Regions from separate parts of the Rattus norvegicus genome. Here region 2 is linked to region 1. Evidence: chromatin contacts called from public Hi-C data. All regions are on one chromosome and are shown on one strand. The core of a region is the stretch at or near the end of the contact, and the rest is flanking DNA. Distances in the headings are between cores, read along the strand shown.

Region 1 (3,712 bases), core at 73-2,572:
ACTTGCAGCCTCATTAACAAATATTACTTTCCCAGTAGCCAAACTCAGCTCCCTTTGACTTTATGGACCACTCATTGTGGTGCTATGAACAATAACCTCAATTTTATATAGTATTTGCAGGAGTGACCTTCGAACACCATGGAGTGATTTCCCCCACCAAACGACTTTCCACTTCCTCCTTTACTCTCTCTACTTTGCAACTCATGATGATGAAAGCCACTTCCTAAGTAATTGCTAGGATCCCTGATTTGAGCGGCTTCCTGCAGCGGCTCCTCAACTGGCTTCCTTACTAACAGTCCCCAGGACACCAGGAAGTCAGGAGCTTCCGGATGCCGCCTGTGCTTAGCACACCCAGGCATCATTCCACGGTTTGCAGGGTGTCGGGCATGTGGAAATACTGTGGCTGAGATCAGCCTGCTTACTCTGGAAGGCAGCCTAGTCAGGGCAGGTGGAATCTGCAGCTTTTTGCAGGATGGCAAAGCAGATATCTTTGCCCTGCTGTCAGTCTCTGATGCATCCTCCCCCTGGAAGAGCTGTTTCAACTCAGACATTTGCAACCTGCCCAGAGCTTTCCTGGAACCAGCAAGGAGCCAGACAGGAAAAGATGAGTGCGGAGGAATCAAACCCATTGGAGTATGGAAAGTTGCAATAACGTCTGGTGGAAGATTGGGTTTCTGTGCTGACCTGGCGATCTAATAATGTCCCTTGGTGTGACCGGTGTCCTTATGTTGACACAGCCCGTGTGTAGGTTAAACCCTGTTGGACCACAGCCTGATATCCTTACCTGCGCGTCCTTCTCTTCTCTGGTGACTGTGAGGATTAATTCTGATAACATGTCTGGGTCAGTGACATGCAGTGGAGGTGTGGGGTGACATGAGTGGTGGCTCACAGTCCGGTGACAGTTGCCTGGGTCCCTCCTGTGGCCTCTGTGATCTAGTTTATCACCCTAAAGCTTCACTCCGAGGCCAGATTTCACACACACACACTCCTTTAGGCCGGAAGCGCTCTGGCTTTGGAAACCTAGCAGCCTTTCAGGGCCCCATTTAGTAGCCCTGCACTTTGCCTGATCCCTATCAGCTCTTGCCTTGTCCCTTGGCCACCCATCCGGGCTGGGGCCCCATGGTCTCACTGTGGTCTCCTGAGCCTGAAAGTTGCTGGAACCAAGCATTGATCCCCCCAACCCCCACCCCTCTTGCTTACACTGGCATCTTGAGCACAGACATCAACCTCTCAACTGGACTTTCTGAGTTTGGCTGAACTGTGACCTTGTGTGAGCTGGATTGTGACTCATCTGAGGTCAGTTTGCTCAGCCAGCAGCTGACTGTGGTGACTTGAGTCAAGTGGATATGGAAATGGTTCCTTCCTCTATATCCTTAAGGGACCAGAGCATATTATCCCGTGTGTTCCAAAACGGAGGAGCGGAAGCAGTGGAGAACGAGATAAAAGCACAGACGCCGTAACTGCAGACTCAGCAGTCTGGCCTGCACAGTTCCGGCACTGAAGCACAGCCCTGGGCCTGTGGGTAGCCATGAACACTGTACTTCCTGGCAGCCCGTAAAGGGATCCCTTGCCAAAAATAAAAATTAAAAAAAAAATCATGAAGTTGGGTGACTGGGGTAGACTGGCTGTTTCAGGGTGGCACACAGAATGTCGCAGGCGTGCTAAGAATGGATTCCTGAGCGGTTCTGAAACCCCAGGTCCTGAGTTTCAGAGCTCCTTCACTTGGAAAAACACAAGGAGATCCGGGCACAGGACTTGAAAGCACTGGGGGCTTCGGGCACAGGACTTAAAGGGGGTGCAGAAGAGCTGGGTGGAGGGAGGGCTGTGAGGTGATGCACCGGATATTTAGCACCATCTGGACATGACCAGCACTTAAGGGAAGCAATATTCCCACCATTTGTCAGCCTGTGAGTATCACACCTCGTGGAGGACCCCTAAGGTGTGGCTTCACACCTCCTGTTCCCACCACTGACTGACACAGCTCCCAGCAGCTGAAGATCAATATATAAACACAGTGCAATGTTCCCAGTGATTTAGCAGACCCCTCAGCCATTAACTTAGGTCCGAACCTCATCCTGGACCCAACTAAAGAAGAAAATCACCATTAACTTTTCTATCATTTACAGGTAATACAGGAACAAGCACACACACAAACAACAACAGAGCCAGAAGCGTAGACTGCCCAGGTCCAGATGGACAGTCAGGATTCTGACTCCAGCAAGACTGACAACTAACACAGAGGCTCCTGAGGATGGGTCAGCATAGGACCGTGGAAAATAGCATGTCTTAAGTGGGAAGTGAGGGCCACAGCCTGTGGAAGGGATTTATCTCTAAATTCAGCACTATGAGAACTTTACATGCTGACATATGAGCAAGGCCTAAGCTACTCTCATAGGCTTGTTAATTAAGGCCAAAACAGAGAGACTGGAGGCCCCTGTGCCCACTGTCCCTGCATCACCTGCAGACCCTACCCTCTGCTCTGACAGGTTTCCTGGACCTCATACTCTTAAGGACTGGCCTTAGTGTTATAGCCTTCCCCTCAGCCTGTAGACTGTAGCCCGTTCTTGCTCATTCTGTATTTTTCTGGGCTATTTCCATCTCCCTGCCAAGCTGCTGGGAAGGTTTTGAGATTGCATTTTAAGATTTTGAGATTATAAAGTTCATTTCTGGGATTCAGGGGAACTGTCAGTGAACCATCCAGAGAGCCACTTAAGCAGCTAAGCCAGAGCCCAGCAGATCTCCACAAAGACAAGGCTGCTGGCTGAGGACTAGCACTCCCCTGCCTCCTTCGCAGGGGAGTGAGTTCCAAGTTTTCTGGACTAAGTTTCTGACCGTCCTCCTAAATGGAGTCAATAACACTGTCTTGGGAGTACTCAAAGTCCTGAGCAATTAATGATAGCAAAAGCTTTGAAAATATGTAAGCTTTCTGGAAAGGTGGCATTTGATATTTATAATGGCAAGTGTATGCTTACAAAGCTCCATCAACTACAGCCATTGGCTGGCGCAGGACTTAGCTTTATGACTAGCTGTTTTGAATTGAGCATATTTCATTTCCGATTAATTAATTGATGTGTCAAGGGGACATCCTGTATACATCCAGGGTCTTATTTGGAGAACATCTGATGCAATCCAAGACTTATCTTAATCGGTCCCAGTTAATTCACATGGGCTCTCTACAATCCAGACACAGCCCACAGAGAAACTGGTTCCTCCAAAACCCAAACTCTGGAGGTACCACAGTGATTTAGTTTCATTAAAATTACTTAGTAGGGCTGTAAACCAAACCACAGACACTCCCTTTTATCTGTTGTAAAGAATTTTCTTTGTTAGTCCCTAAGAGCCAATCCCACAAGGGCGCCCTGCTTTGGCAGAGTGTTGGCTGACTGACTGTGGTGTCCAGGTGTGACTTCTGACTGCAGCTGGGGAGACCGAGCGAGTGGTTAGAAGCCAGTCTCCACTGCAGGTCTGCACCCCTTCCTCTGCAAAGCTCAATCAGTTCCTTTAGACAAAGGGTTCCCCTCCCCCATCAGCAGTATGGTGATTGGTGGTTGGTTAATAGTGACCTTGCTACCTCCCTTATTCTCCTGTCACCACCACTAGCCATGCTGATGTCTCCCCCAAAGGGATTAATTCACACAGTACAACCCCAATCTTCCCTCATGAAGATGGAACAGATTTCAGACTGTGATTGCTCATGCCTTTCATCAATACA
Region 2 (4,043 bases), core at 410-2,909, 330 kb before region 1:
TTGTAATGACAGTAATTGGGTTACTGCAGTGACATAATTACTGGTGACATGATTCAACTCAGGGAATCAATCATTTGGACTTCAGGAAGCTGACACTTTCTGCAGCTGTACCTTTTACAGTGTAGTGCGGGACTCATGTATGCAGGCAAACATTCTGCCACTGAATTACATCTCTGCCCCCTGACAGTTTATATTCATTTCTGGGACACGATGGGTCTTGCCTTGATATTAGACAGTATAGAGAAGGCAGACTTCGTACAGGGATTGTGTGAAGACAAAGGCTAGTCAGAACAGACAGACACACTAGAACCAGTGTCTATTTGCTGAAATAAATGAATAAAAAAGGGCAGACAGATGTAATAAAGGAGAAAAAAATTCCACTCACAGTTTGCAGACTCCCATTATAAAATTAAAACTATTTATACTTTGTATTAAGCTCTGGAACAACGATTGATAGCATTATAAGGAATATATCCTTCTTACCAAGGTGGAGTCAATTCAGAAATGAAATGAATTTAGGATCTGCAACACAGAAGTCACAGTGTTCTACCCAATGACCAGCATAAACATCCAGCACACCTTGCAGATGGTGGAAATGGAGAGGAAAAATTAGGACAAGAACATCTGCAAGGCAGCAAGATAAGACAAATGGCAAGTTGTAAAGGGCCTACAATATGTAACTGAGGATACTTCCTTTTTTTAAAAAATGACAATTATGAGCAAGGGGTCTTGCGTTCCCAGTACCTTGAGATCTTCCCATGTAAGCAAGGAGACTCCAAAGGTTTAATGCATGAACTTTTCATTATCAGCTCTATAAATACATCCAAATTCCAGTTTGGAGATAGAATCTCCGAATGTGAAAACAAATGGCTTCAAATGTTATCCATTTACGTTTTTTTCAGGCCAAAGGTGTTCATGGATGTAAACTGGCCGGTTGGAATTTTTTTTTAAACTGGGAGGTGCTATAGTCAAGGTGAGTGGCAAGAGAAATAGCCCATCTGTTGCTGGTGCCTTTCAAAAACAGGTAAGGGGAAAGTAGCTAGCGCTCGTACACTACCCTAACGTCAGTCAATATCCTCTAATGGATGGGAGATAGGAGAAATGAGAGACTGCTTGATGACAGTGGTCGTGGGTAACCGCAAGTCCCTGAGATGGAAAGGTCTGAGAGCATATGTAGAAAAACCTAAACCAAAAGGATGGTCCCCTCCCCAGAACAACTCAACACAGCTGAGGCCCAGCCCCCTGGCCTCTCCATCACTTCAGGTCCCACATCCTCCTTACCCCAGGTACCAGTTCTCCAGCCGCTACTAGAGTCTGAGACTCTACCTCGCTGGTCCTCAGCTGGGCTCAGTAAAGGCCTCTACCCCGCTTCAGCAGGAGGATGGCTGCCTCTCCCCTCTACCCCGGGGAAACAGCCAGGACGCAGAGCAGCCAGGATGCAGAGAGGCCAGGACGTAGGGCGCGGAGGGGCGTGGTCACGGCGGGGATAGCGGATTTAAGGCTGGAAGGAGCGCCGGATAGGGAGGTGGGACTGCAGAGGCCGTGGGCCGATCCCGGAGCCTTGCCTACCCAGAGGAGCACAGCAGTCAGTGTCTGTAGATGCGTCAACCTGATTTCAGACCCGCAGTCTCCGGCGTGCTCACTTCCGCTTCCGTTATTGCACTTCCGCTCGGAGAAGAGCCTGGTTTGACAAAGCGAAGCTTGTGCTTACATAACTGGAAGTAAAGGACGAAGGGACGAAAGGGGTGTAGTACGCAAGCGCTAGAGAGGGTGGCGAAGTGGGTGGTGCTCAGGCGTGGGTGGGTGGGTGGGTGGGGAGAGGGAAGCGTGAACCCGTTGCCCAGCAACCGGGGAAAAGCCTAGGAGACCCGCCCACCCCTGGATAACTCGACTGCGGAAAAGTGGGTTTGTCCCATTGGCTGAGTCTTCAGGCTGAGTGGCAGCCGGCACTAACCCTGGTTGTCCTGCTCCAGTAGTGCTTGCAGACAGGCCGCAGTGGATACTGACTGGAAACCCTTTTAACGCCATAGACCACACCAAGTATTGGGGTGCTGATTTGATCTTGAATCTCCTTAGGCATATCAGTACTGAAAGGCGGCGCAACTTGGACCCAGAGCATCAAGGGCTGGGAGTCCACATACAGAGTTGTCACAGACAATAATCACGGTCACTTTATTGGGAGAAGTGGCCATCCTTGTAGGCTACATTCGGGCTGTCTGGTATTTTGAATGGAAATCTCCAATACAAAGGCTTCCTTTGTGTGTGTCGGTTTACCCCAACTTGGGGGGCTGGAAACACTTGGATCTCAAGGTTATATAGGTTTAGCCTTAATAACTGATGAGTCAACACACCCAGTTTGTGTTAGCTTTATGGTATCTGGGCTTTCAGCCTTTAGCTTTGCAGCTCCAGGATGCTTCCTCAGCAGCCAGAGGTAGCAACTCAGTGACTTTCCAGAACTCTTGGAGCAGCTGGCGCTTGCAGGTTTTCCAGCGTCAGCATTTTGTATTATTTTATCTTTTGCGGTTTCTGTTCTCCTCTATGCCATACTTTCCCAACACTTCTGCAGCGATTCACAGTCTCAGCTCTCCATGGCCCGTTGAACAACCCTCTGTCTTCGGCTGGGTGCTGTACCTGTTTTTTATGCAACCAACTCTGGCTACCCTACCCATGATAAAGACTACAAGGAGGCATCAGAACCGCTCGGAGTAAATTTTATTGGCAGCACAGGGGCAGCTTGCAGTAAAAACTTCTCCTGTATACTGCTATTGGGCTGGGGGTTCTTGAGTAGGGTGATCTAAGAGCCATCTCCAGGTGTCATGGTCAGAGTTTCCTAAGGCAATGCCACAGCCGGGTAGTTGTTGATGGTAGTGGTTTCCTCTGATAGCAACAAAGTCTCTTTGCGGCATCCACGGCTGACATGAAGTCTTCTTTGGACACTGGTAGTTAAAGGAGAGGCATAATCAATTCAGTTGATTTCAGTTGCCCTGATGACAGGTTGAACCTCCAGGGTCAGCTTCTTGATGGACAAATCCCAAGTCTCCAGAAAAGGTGAGACTAAAGCTGCAATTGCCACCACCCTAATAGTCCTTCAGTTGTTCAGGGGTGGTGGCAGTATCATTCAGTCTTAGGGGATTTGGGGACGGTGGAAACCAACCGTACAATGGTTCCCAGTCCAGCCTTCGTCTCTGCCCACCTTGGGGTAGTTTCTCAGTATTTTAGTTACTTTTCCGTTGCTTTGATAAAATGTCACGACAACAGAGTGGAAGTGTGGTAACTGGAAGAGCTGCGAATTCTCATCTCCGCATGCGTAAAATGGGAAGGGTTTCAAAGTTTTAAAACCCCAAAGCCCACTCCCACCCCAGGGGCATACTTCCAACAACAAAGCCACCAAATCTACCCAAACTGCCATCAACTGAGGACCAAGTATTCAAACATCTGAGCCCATTAGGGACATCTCATTCAAACCACTACACTCAATTCTCTCTCAGGCAACTGGTGTTCTAGATTGATGACAGCTGTCAGTCTAGAAACCAAAGTATCCAGCATGTCTTGGATGGATTTTTGTCAACTCGACACAAGCTAAAGATATCTGGAAAGAGAAACTTCAACTGAGAAAATACTTCCTGTAGGCAACTCTGTAGGACATTTTCTTGATCAATGATTCCATGTTGAAGGACCCAACCTACTGGGGGCAGTGCCACCCCAGGCAGAGGGTCCTGAGTTGTATAAGAAACCAGGCTGAACAAACCACAGGAAGCAAGGCAGTAAGCAGCATTCCTCCATGGCTTCTGATTCAGTTCCTGCCTCCAGGTTCCTGTATGACTTCCCTCAGTGGACTGGGACCCAGGATATATAAGCCAAATAAACTCTTTCCTTCCCAAGTTGCTTTTGGTTATGGTGTTTTATCATAGTAATAGAAACCCTAACAAAAGGCTCATGGGATATTGCTGTAACAGACCTGACTGTGTTTGGGAAATGATCGTGGAAGGACTTTGGAACTTTGGACTGGAAAAGCTACTGAATGTTCAGAGCTGGGCTACTGT

What was found. Hi-C and Micro-C count contacts between places; a contact is called where the count stands out from the background.
Region 2: a Hi-C map of liver shows a contact between it and region 1, with 4 times the contacts expected there. The contact joins the promoter of Fam120b here to the enhancer-like site in region 1. A contact is called at or near these places in 3 of 12 Hi-C or Micro-C datasets (hepatocytes and liver).

The regions. Positions count from the first base shown.
Region 1 is chr1:64,677,006-64,680,717 of GRCr8, reverse strand. It overlaps LOC120099128 (a long non-coding RNA gene), which reads left to right. Exons shown (of 4, transcript XR_005498081.2): 4 at 1-2,130. Among named protein-coding and RNA genes, the nearest start is that of Ermard, 22 kb to the right of the region's middle. Within about 2 kb of position 1,322, at least 15 of the 93 cell types and tissues checked have an H3K27ac peak or open chromatin away from gene starts, as enhancers often do. A contact at or near this core is called in liver, where this site is marked.
Region 2 is chr1:65,009,842-65,013,884 of GRCr8, reverse strand. Fam120b (family with sequence similarity 120 member B) reads right to left here and starts at 1,659. Exons shown (of 10, transcript NM_001107466.4): 1 at 1,282-1,659.